3 separate regions of the Mus musculus genome follow, and all the other regions are linked to region 2. The links are chromatin contacts, called in public HiChIP or PLAC-seq maps. All regions are on one chromosome and are shown on one strand. The core of a region is the stretch at or near the end of the contact, and the rest is flanking DNA. Distances in the headings are between cores, read along the strand shown. Region 1 overlaps Tg (thyroglobulin). Region 2 holds the start of Ccn4 (cellular communication network factor 4). Region 3 has its middle 32 kb from the start of Gm31342.

The links. HiChIP or PLAC-seq counts read pairs in DNA pulled down with a chosen protein or histone mark.
Region 1: an H3K4me3 HiChIP or PLAC-seq map of the SCID.adh cell line shows a contact between it and region 2, with 3 times the contacts expected there. The contact joins the enhancer-like site here to the promoter of Ccn4 in region 2. A contact is called at or near these places in 3 of 39 promoter capture datasets (embryonic stem cells, neural stem cells and stem cell-derived epiblast-like cells), 2 of 15 datasets of contacts at CTCF or cohesin (CD8 T cells and the NIH/3T3 cell line), 34 of 484 Hi-C or Micro-C datasets (the G1E-ER4 cell line, Th17 cells, bone marrow and 20 more), 22 of 115 datasets of contacts at active chromatin or transcription factors (the 230-238 cell line, CD8 T cells, the HPC-7 cell line and 18 more) and 4 of 9 other capture datasets (adipose tissue, embryonic stem cells, liver and 1 more).
Region 3: an H3K27ac HiChIP or PLAC-seq map of embryonic stem cells shows a contact between it and region 2, with 3 times the contacts expected there. The contact joins the enhancer-like site here to the promoter of Ccn4 in region 2. A contact is called at or near these places in 2 of 15 datasets of contacts at CTCF or cohesin (the NIH/3T3 cell line and liver), 5 of 484 Hi-C or Micro-C datasets (bone marrow-derived macrophages, liver and muscle stem cells), 10 of 115 datasets of contacts at active chromatin or transcription factors (craniofacial prominence, differentiating embryonic stem cells, double positive thymocytes and 5 more) and 4 of 9 other capture datasets (adipose tissue, bone marrow-derived macrophages, embryonic stem cells and 1 more).

What each region holds. Positions count from the first base shown.
Region 1 is chr15:66,693,566-66,696,265 of GRCm38.p6, reverse strand. Tg (thyroglobulin) reads right to left here. Exons shown (of 48, transcript NM_009375.2): 17 at 1,315-1,524; 18 at 16-170. Among named protein-coding and RNA genes, the nearest start is that of Tg, 24 kb to the right of the region's middle. Within about 2 kb of position 1,360, at least 13 of the 459 cell types and tissues checked have an H3K27ac peak or open chromatin away from gene starts, as enhancers often do. A contact at or near this core is called in the SCID.adh cell line and regulatory T cells, where this site is marked.
Region 2 is chr15:66,889,919-66,892,647 of GRCm38.p6, reverse strand. It overlaps Ccn4 (cellular communication network factor 4), which reads right to left and starts at 1,279. Exons shown (of 5, transcript NM_018865.3): 1 at 1,014-1,279. The coding sequence starts at 1,082. It overlaps Gm46514 (a long non-coding RNA gene), which reads left to right and starts at 1,317. Exons shown (of 3, transcript XR_001781648.2): 1 at 1,317-1,388.
Region 3 is chr15:67,069,913-67,072,612 of GRCm38.p6, reverse strand. No RefSeq gene overlaps it. Among named protein-coding and RNA genes, the nearest start is that of Gm31342, 32 kb to the right of the region's middle. Within about 2 kb of position 1,317, at least 24 of the 459 cell types and tissues checked have an H3K27ac peak or open chromatin away from gene starts, as enhancers often do. A contact at or near this core is called in embryonic stem cells, where this site is marked.

The DNA.
Region 1 (2,700 bases), core at 111-2,610, 200 kb after region 2:
AAGGCTGGCCCATACCTGGATCTGGCAGAAGCCACGGGCTATCAGCTCATCCAGTATGAAGACCTGGAAGGCCTGCAGCAAGCCGGAGTAGTCAACACTGCACATCTTTCCTGGTGGGAGCAGGAGCTGGAAGTGTGCTTGAGTTTGCATGGTCTGCCACAGCTGAGGCCCTGCAGCCAAGCACAAGAGGTCAGTGGGCTGGGGCAATAGGTCTGTAGGATTTCTTCCTGGGGATTTATTTTCCCTTCTGCATAGTCCCTCCTAAGTTAGCATAAGCACATAAACCTTGGCTTTCTGGTTCACTGCTTTAACTCTGAATCACTGAGCCTCCTCACAGCAAGCTGAGAGCTGCTCCTCTCTCTGAATCAAGTTGCCTCTTCATAGGGATTCTGACATTCTCCCTGGAAAGTCTCCCATACTTCTTTGCGTATAAATACCATCACCTCACATAATTCAGCAGGATAGGAGTGGATGCTCTCTAATGCTGCTCAGTGTTGAATGAAGGTTGACTTGGTCTTAATTTCAGCTGGGACCACTCTGTCATAATCAAGGGGCAGGCCACATATTTGTTCAAACCACATCATAAACGTTTTCTGTATGAGAATCCTCTATAACCCTAATTCTATCCTGGGCACTCTGGCAGTCAGCTACAGTCTTGTGATGTAGGTCAGTCCCAGAATGTGGGTCTCCACGTCAGATACCTTTCCTACCACTGACCCCAGGAAGGTCAAGTATAAGGTGCCAGCTGTCTAGTTCATCTGGGGCTACTCACAGTCTGACTTGGCTATGCTATGTCCCATGCTACCGCAACACTACTACATGTGTAGGTGGGCTTGTCTTTACTTGAGTTGACTGGGTTCTCTGTGACAACAGAAGAAACTGCACATAGGAAGAGTCCTGCATTTACTCGAGATACTGATGCTCACCTGGCAGAGGTCTTGGACCTCTCCCCTACCAGGCATTCTCCACGGAGAGCAAGGTGAATGTGGGGAGAGGTTAGGGCTCACTGTAGGTACACAGGAAGCTCAGAGCACATTATATATGGTCCCTAACTCAGCAGCAGGGGCAGCCACCAGCTGAATATGTTCCCAGTCCAAGTAACCACAAGGAACCTAGAAAAATGTCAACTTTCCCATATGTCATTTGGCTCATGGAGCCACCAATAAAATCTAGTCTGCTCTGTCTAGAAGCAGTGCTCCATGTGACCAGCTCTCCAACCCTGATCACCTGACGTGAAAAGGCTGTACTTGAGTGGCAGGAAGTCTCTAACAATAGCCCTGAGAGTGAAGGATGAGTCTCCCCAGTGCTACTCACTTTGACAGGCTCGGGGTGGTGGCAGTGTCACCCAGTGCTGACTCTCCAGGCTACAAATCAGTGGCCCTGGTGAAAACGCACTCCGGAGGCCCTGGCGGCACAGCAGCTGGCACTGCTGAACAGTCGTCACTCCTGAGCTAGAGGCTGTCTCGCAGAAGATCACTCCATCAGCCACATCTGACCCAGAGAATGGCAGTGGACACTGTGGGCCTAGGAGCAGCGATGGAGAAGAGGCATGGGTACCTCCCAGACTTAAACCCAGCTCTGCCTACCCATCTGCTTCCCTTGATTGTTCCCCAAGCCCTTTCTCATTGTGTCCTGCTCTGTCAGGGCCTAGTTCTTTTCCCTCCTTCTATGACTCCTCACTGGATAAGTCCACTGTCTCTCAGTTTCACCAGACAGGCAGAAAAGGTGAGTCGTAAGCAGCACCTCCAGCTACATTACAAATCCAGGGACCACCATCCTCTGTACCTCAGGGCTCACAGTTCAGCTGTTGTCCACTACAACTCCCACTTTAACACTCAGAACTGAGCCTGGCCAACTTCAGGCCTCATGACATGAAGGTTCCAAGTTTGCTCCCCTCCGCTGGGTTTGAATGAGCAGTGTTTCCTAGCACCTAATCAAGAGTTAGATTTCCAGAGCACTTCGGGATTCTCTGATAACTTGGGCAGTTTCTAGTCCCCATCTATACTCAGTCACTAAGAGTTCCCCAAAGTCCTCCCATTCCTACAGGGGTATGAAGATGTCACCTCCTTTCAGGATATTTCCCAAGCAGTCTGCCCCTGTATGAGATACAGATGGGCTTGTGGGTCTGGTGAGAACTTTGGCTCTCCAAAGATTCCTAGTATAGACCCACAGCCCAGAGTAGAAGGACACCTCAGTCATCAAGGTGACTGTTAAGCTCTTAGCTTTGTGTCCTTGGCTAGAACATCGATTTGGTTTTTTTTGGGGGGGGGGGTTGTTGTTGTTTGTTTTGTTTTCGTTTTTGTTTTTTATATTTTGGTTTCGTTTGGTTGGGTTTTATTTTGTTTTAGGTACAGCACTGCTTTTTTTTTTTTTTCACCCAAATGGGACTCAAACTGGTGATCCACCTGCCAGGGTGTGCTGGGCTCACAGGCATTGCCTCCATGGCAGGATTTTATTGAGTTTATTATAAAATATAATAATACATTTTCTTATTTTTACATGTGCTCATGTGATGGATAAGTCAGTACTTGATATTCAAGTAACATCCTGAATTATAAATAAAGATTATGCATCACATGATTGGGGACAATAGAGAAAACCAGGCCAGACTCTACTGAGCTACCACAATAGATTCCTGGGGATCTTCTCACTTTCCAGGCCAGGCTATGATTTTTGGAAGTGCACACACTAGTTTCCCCA
Region 2 (2,729 bases), core at 30-2,529:
TTAGATGCTATCATGAACAAGCATCGTGCACAGGCTAGAGGACTTGGGTACAAATTGCACATGTTCATTGTCTCCACGTAACACCTCAAGGTGCCTGTTACCCAGTCCCAGACATGTCTAGTTCTGAGCTTCAGTGGAAATGGACTGAGTTCCTGTGCTCACAGGCAGATTGCTGTACCGTAACTCCAAGTCTCCTGGAATACGCATGTTAGCACCCCAAAGAAGTTCTTGGTATAACTCAGTGTCAGTGTCAGCCTTTGTCTTTGGCCCTCATGTGGCAACCTCAGACTCAGCAGCTGCCCAGCAGCTCACCCTGCTGCTGGAAGCTGCCTCCCTTCTGTTCAGCTGCCCACATCACTCACTGCCCCTAGCAGCTTGCCCTCTTGCCCAGCCACCCCCGGCTTTGCTCCAGCAGGCTTCCCTGCTTTGCCACGTGTCTCCTTCCCTGTCTCTGGAAGGTGCAAACTGATGTCCCTCTCTCCAGGACCCAGATGCCTTCTGGAAATGGCAGGACAGGAACAGACCATGGAGGGTCACAAGGTGCTCATGGTGGTAAACCCAAACCTTGCTTGCTTGGTGGAGATTTGCTAAAAGCTGGCGTGCTCCTTCACATCTTGTCCTGGGGTTTCTTAGCACCTCTCTTTGGGGGACCTCAGATGCTCCGAGTCCTGGAGTTTTTAAACTGGTAGGCTCTGGATGTTCTTAGCAACCCCTCATTTTATGCTGCTTTGAATTCGTGAGTGACCCACCCAAGATCACAGGGCCAGTCCAGGGTGCAGATCCCCAGGCCCTTATTTTGTTGTATATTGTCTGTGAATATAGGAAACAGGGTGTCTCTCTCAAGGGATGCGCCTTCTGCCCCACTCCACCACCTTCTTCAGACTCAAGAATCTCTCTCCTCCCGCTGTTCATTATTCCAACCCACCTTGTCTTGACCCCCCAGTCCCTCGGGCCTCAGAACCAGGCAGGAAGGGATCAGGTCCCCTCACTGATCCCTTCTAAGCAGGACTCACCGTGGCCAGGATGTTGCCCACCCTCAGGACTGCCACGGCTGCCAGCGTCCAGGGCAGGAGCCACCTCATGCCTGGAAGTCAGCGTCACAGGAGCTACGGCTCAGCCCAGAGGATGCGGATGCCTCTCCAGGGAGCTGGGCCAGGACTGGGCTGGCCCATCAGAGCAGCGGAGAGCCTTCCTCAGCCCCCGGGGGCGTTTGTCAAAGCGACATCTGACGTCAGGCCAACAGACTAGCCCTGCATTTTCCTCTAAAAAAACTTTTTCTGCTACTCTCCCCCTCTCTCTTTTTCTTTCCTCTGTCCCCACCTCCAGCCCAGCTTGGCCAGCCTCCCCGCTCTGACAGCTCTTAAAGGGAAAGTCCCAGACTCCACAGGGTAAGGTGAATGAATTCTCACCCAGCATCCTCCACGCTCTAGGAGGGCTCAGGCTCTCCGGACAGGAGGGAGGAAACAGAAGGGTGCGGGCTGGAGGTAGGGAAGGTAGAGGCATTGTGAGGACTTTGAGAGGGCTCTGGGGATGGGGGTGGGGTGGGAGGACTTGCATCTCACTTAGCTCTTCCCTGTGCTAGCCTTTCTTCACTGTCTCCCCACCTCTGAGTCAGAGGCAAGCAAAAAAGGTTCTTATTCCAGCCAGAAATGACAAGAATTTATCACTGACACGCCTGGAGGTGCGATCTGTCAGCAGGGTCTGCCCTGCTCCTCAAGGCCATACCCACTGGTTCAGTTCCTCTCCCAGCCAGGCTGCTCTGCCAGGGATCCTCAGTCCATTAGCCTGTCTTCAGTGTCTTTGAATATTTTTTATTCTTGGAAGGACAGAACTCCTGGCCTTGGTTCTTTCCAGACCCTAGTCAAAGAAATCTCAAGTTTGCATAACAAAGAGATGGCAGGGTGGGGGTGTGTGGGGGTGGGAGTTGGGGGGTTTGGGGGATGGGGAGGAATCTTTTGAGGACCCAGATCTATAGCCTCTGCATCTTCTCAAGGGTGCTGTTCAGTCTCCTGTCTCAGATTCCCCTGTTCCCTTGCTCTCCTGTTCCTGCATCTCAGAAAAACCAGAGTGGTTCTCAGCCTGGCATTATGGACAATGAAGGTCATCTCCTAGGTACTGCCAGCCAGTGCCTGTCCTATGTTCTTCTCTTCGTCCAGACTCCATGGCACCTGCTCACTGCTGCCTGTCCCCTACCAAGTATGAAGTTTTCCTTCTGTGCACAAACCACTCCCCTCTCGTGTTTCCTGGTAGCTCAGTGTTGCTGCTTGTTTGGGGGATGCTGTCTGTTTGGAGCTGCAGTGGCTGTACCCACTGAAATCATTTTATTCCCCTCTCGGTCCACCCTCTGACTACCACACATCCCATACCTCCTTCCTGCCCCCCCCCATCTCCATGAGGATGTCTCCACCCCCTACCCCCACTCCACCAGACCTCTAAATTCCCTGGGGCCTCCAGTCTCTTGAGGGGTTAGTTGCATCTTCTCTGATTAAATCCAGACCCAGCAGTCCTCTGCTTTATATTTGTTGGGGGCTTCATATCAGCTGGTGCATGCTGCCTGGTTGGTGGTCCAGTAACTGAGAGATCTAGGGGATCCACATGAATTGAGGCTGTTTGGGGACCTCATTTCTTGAGAGAGAGAGGGGCGAGGGGGAGAGGAAGAGGGAGAGGGAGAGGGGGAGGGGGAGGGAGGGAGAGAGAGAGAGAGAGAGGTAGAGAGAGAGAGAGAGAGA
Region 3 (2,700 bases), core at 68-2,567, 180 kb before region 2:
TTTGGTTGGTTTTTTTTTTTCCCCCCCTTAGATCTACAATAAAAATCTTCAGCTGGGCATGGTGGCACACTCTAATCCCAGCACTCGGGAGGCAGAGGCAGGCGGATTTCTGCGTTTGAGGCCAGCCTGGTCTACAAAGTGAGTTCCAGGACAGCCAGGACAATACAGAGAAACCCTGTCTCAGAAAAAAAAAAAAAAAAAAAAAATCTTCACTGTACTTTAGGAGTAGTCATGATCTCCTTTTATTTCATTTTTTTTTTTTTAATTCAGCTACTTTTCCAGGAGATCTGGGTTCAATTTTCCATACCCACATGAAAGCTCACCACTGTCTGTAACTCCAGTCCCAAGGGATTCAACAGCTTTTGGCCTTTGAGGGCACCGAGTTCCTGTACGGTGCATAGATGTACGTGAAGGCAAAACATCTATATGCATAAAATAAAAATATAGGAAAATCTTTTAAGAGTGTAGCACTTTGCCCAAGATCATCAGCCAAGTACATATTTGAGCAATTACTTAGAGATGAGAAATTCCTGGATAACAAAAGAACCAGAGTTAGAGTTGTTAGACATCTATTTAATAAGCAGACTTGAGGTCATTGAGGATGGCCCCCCTCACTCATAAGCACCTTTGGACCAGGCTCATCATAGGGAAAGGCAATGGCAAGACTTGGAGCCTGGCTTCTCCTACAGGTGTTCTTACTGCTTCCAGAGAAGAGCTGCTTTCTGGAGGTCTCCCAGGTCAAAAGCCCTTCATTATCAAGGAGCAAGTCTGGGCTGTTGCTGAATGGGCCTTGGCATTTTGGAAAGAAAACAATAAAAACAAAGGTGTTAATGTGGACTCTTGTTTGGCTCACCAGCCGAGGTCTCCTGGGGCAGAGTTCTTGCTGGGCAGGGCTGAATTCTTGATCCTGGGGAGAAGTTCTTGTTTGGAAGTTCAAGCTGCTGAGCACACACTTGGGCAAAGGAGAGATGTTCTCAGGTCTGGAGAAGGAGGGCACCTTTCTCCAGTCTCTGCTCATCACCTTGGATCCCATGGCCACCGCTGTTTTGAAAGCTGTTTGTGGGCTGGCTGTAGGGGCTCTGTGGTTTTGGCAGAAGTCACTTTGCATCCTGGGATCCACTTTAACCAGGCAGGCTCTTAACCTCTCTCCTCTCAAGGCTTTGCATGAAGAATCTAGGAAGATGAACAGTCAGGAGTATATGGATCTTGGAGAGACAGTTCTCAGAACCACAATACACTCCAGGCTGCCCCTGTGCAGCGCCTTAAACAGGAACCCAGGGGCCCTGGTGGGGCAGGAATAGCTGTTTAAAAGCCTTTCAGGCAGAGAGGGTGTGTCAAGCAGAACTTGGTTGTCTGCCCCCAGGCCTCTGGGAAGAACTCCAGGCAGCAGAGGTTTATCAAATTCCTTTCTTTACCCACCCAGCTTTGAATTTCATGGAAAACAAAAGAGAAAGTTTTCAAAACAAAGGAGCCTTGCTGGAGTCTGTGAAAAGATGTGAGTGCCTTGAATCTGGGTTTCTTTGGTCCTCATCAACCTAACAAGTGCTTAGGTAAGAACTGATGGCAAGCCCCAATTTCTCCAAGGATAAAATGGCAATAGTATGGGATCTCCTTCCTGTATCGATCGAGGATGGACAAGTCAGTCTTGCTGGCACTCAGCTTGATTCCTGGTATGGAAGTCAGTTTGACAAGGTGGCCAAAAATCACTCAGCCACCTCTCAAGTCCTATGCTAGTTAATCTTGTGTCAAAACACAAACCTAGATATATCTAGGAAGAGATATGAGAAAAATGCCTCTCTAAGATTAGCCTATAGGCAAGACTGGATGGTGTTGTCTTCATTAATAATTAATGTGGGAAGGTTAGGCTCATTAACCTTCCCACCTTGGGCAGTACCATTCCTGGGCAGGTGGCCCTGCATTGTATAAGAAAGAAGTCCCAAGCCATGAGGAGCAAGCCAATAGGCAGGATGGCAGTATATAGCCATCCTCCTAGCTTCTGCTTCAGTTCCTGCCTCCAGGTTCCTACCTTGAGTTCCTGCCCTGATTTTTGTCAGTGATGGATTGGGACCTGAGAGTTACAAGTTTTCCCCAAGTTACTTTTTGTCATAGTGCTCCATCTCGGCAATAGAAAAGTAACTCAGACAGCCATGAAGCTCTCCAAGGTGATAGGCCCTGAACATGTCACTCTGCAGGGACCCTGCTGCTCTAACCATTTGGGTGGGACATGGTGAATGCACAGGGTTAATCCGCAGACCCAGAGTCACAGGGCTCCTTCCTCTTCAAAGACCTCCTCTGGAAGCTGAGAAAGGCCTTTGGATCTTTGATATGGTTTGAGCAGATCCTCCCAGAGCTGTCATTCGGAAATGACATCTTTGCCGATTTAATTAATGGTTCCTAGATGCATCACTCTGGGCTTCCCGAACTCTTCCTAGAATCAGGAGAAGACAGAGGATGAAGCACCTGTGAAAATGGAGGCAGCCATCCGAGGGGTATGTCTACCAGCCAAGGAGAGCCGTTGGAAGCTGTGGTCAAGAGAGCAGATGCTCCTCATATGGCTGTGACACCTTGATCTTGGACTATATGACCGGAAGAAAATATGCTTCTGTCACTGGGGTATCTCTCATTATATTCTCTGATGCTAACACCAGCACTGGTCAAAACAGTGTTTATAAACATATGCTGTTTTCCATGGAGAAGGAA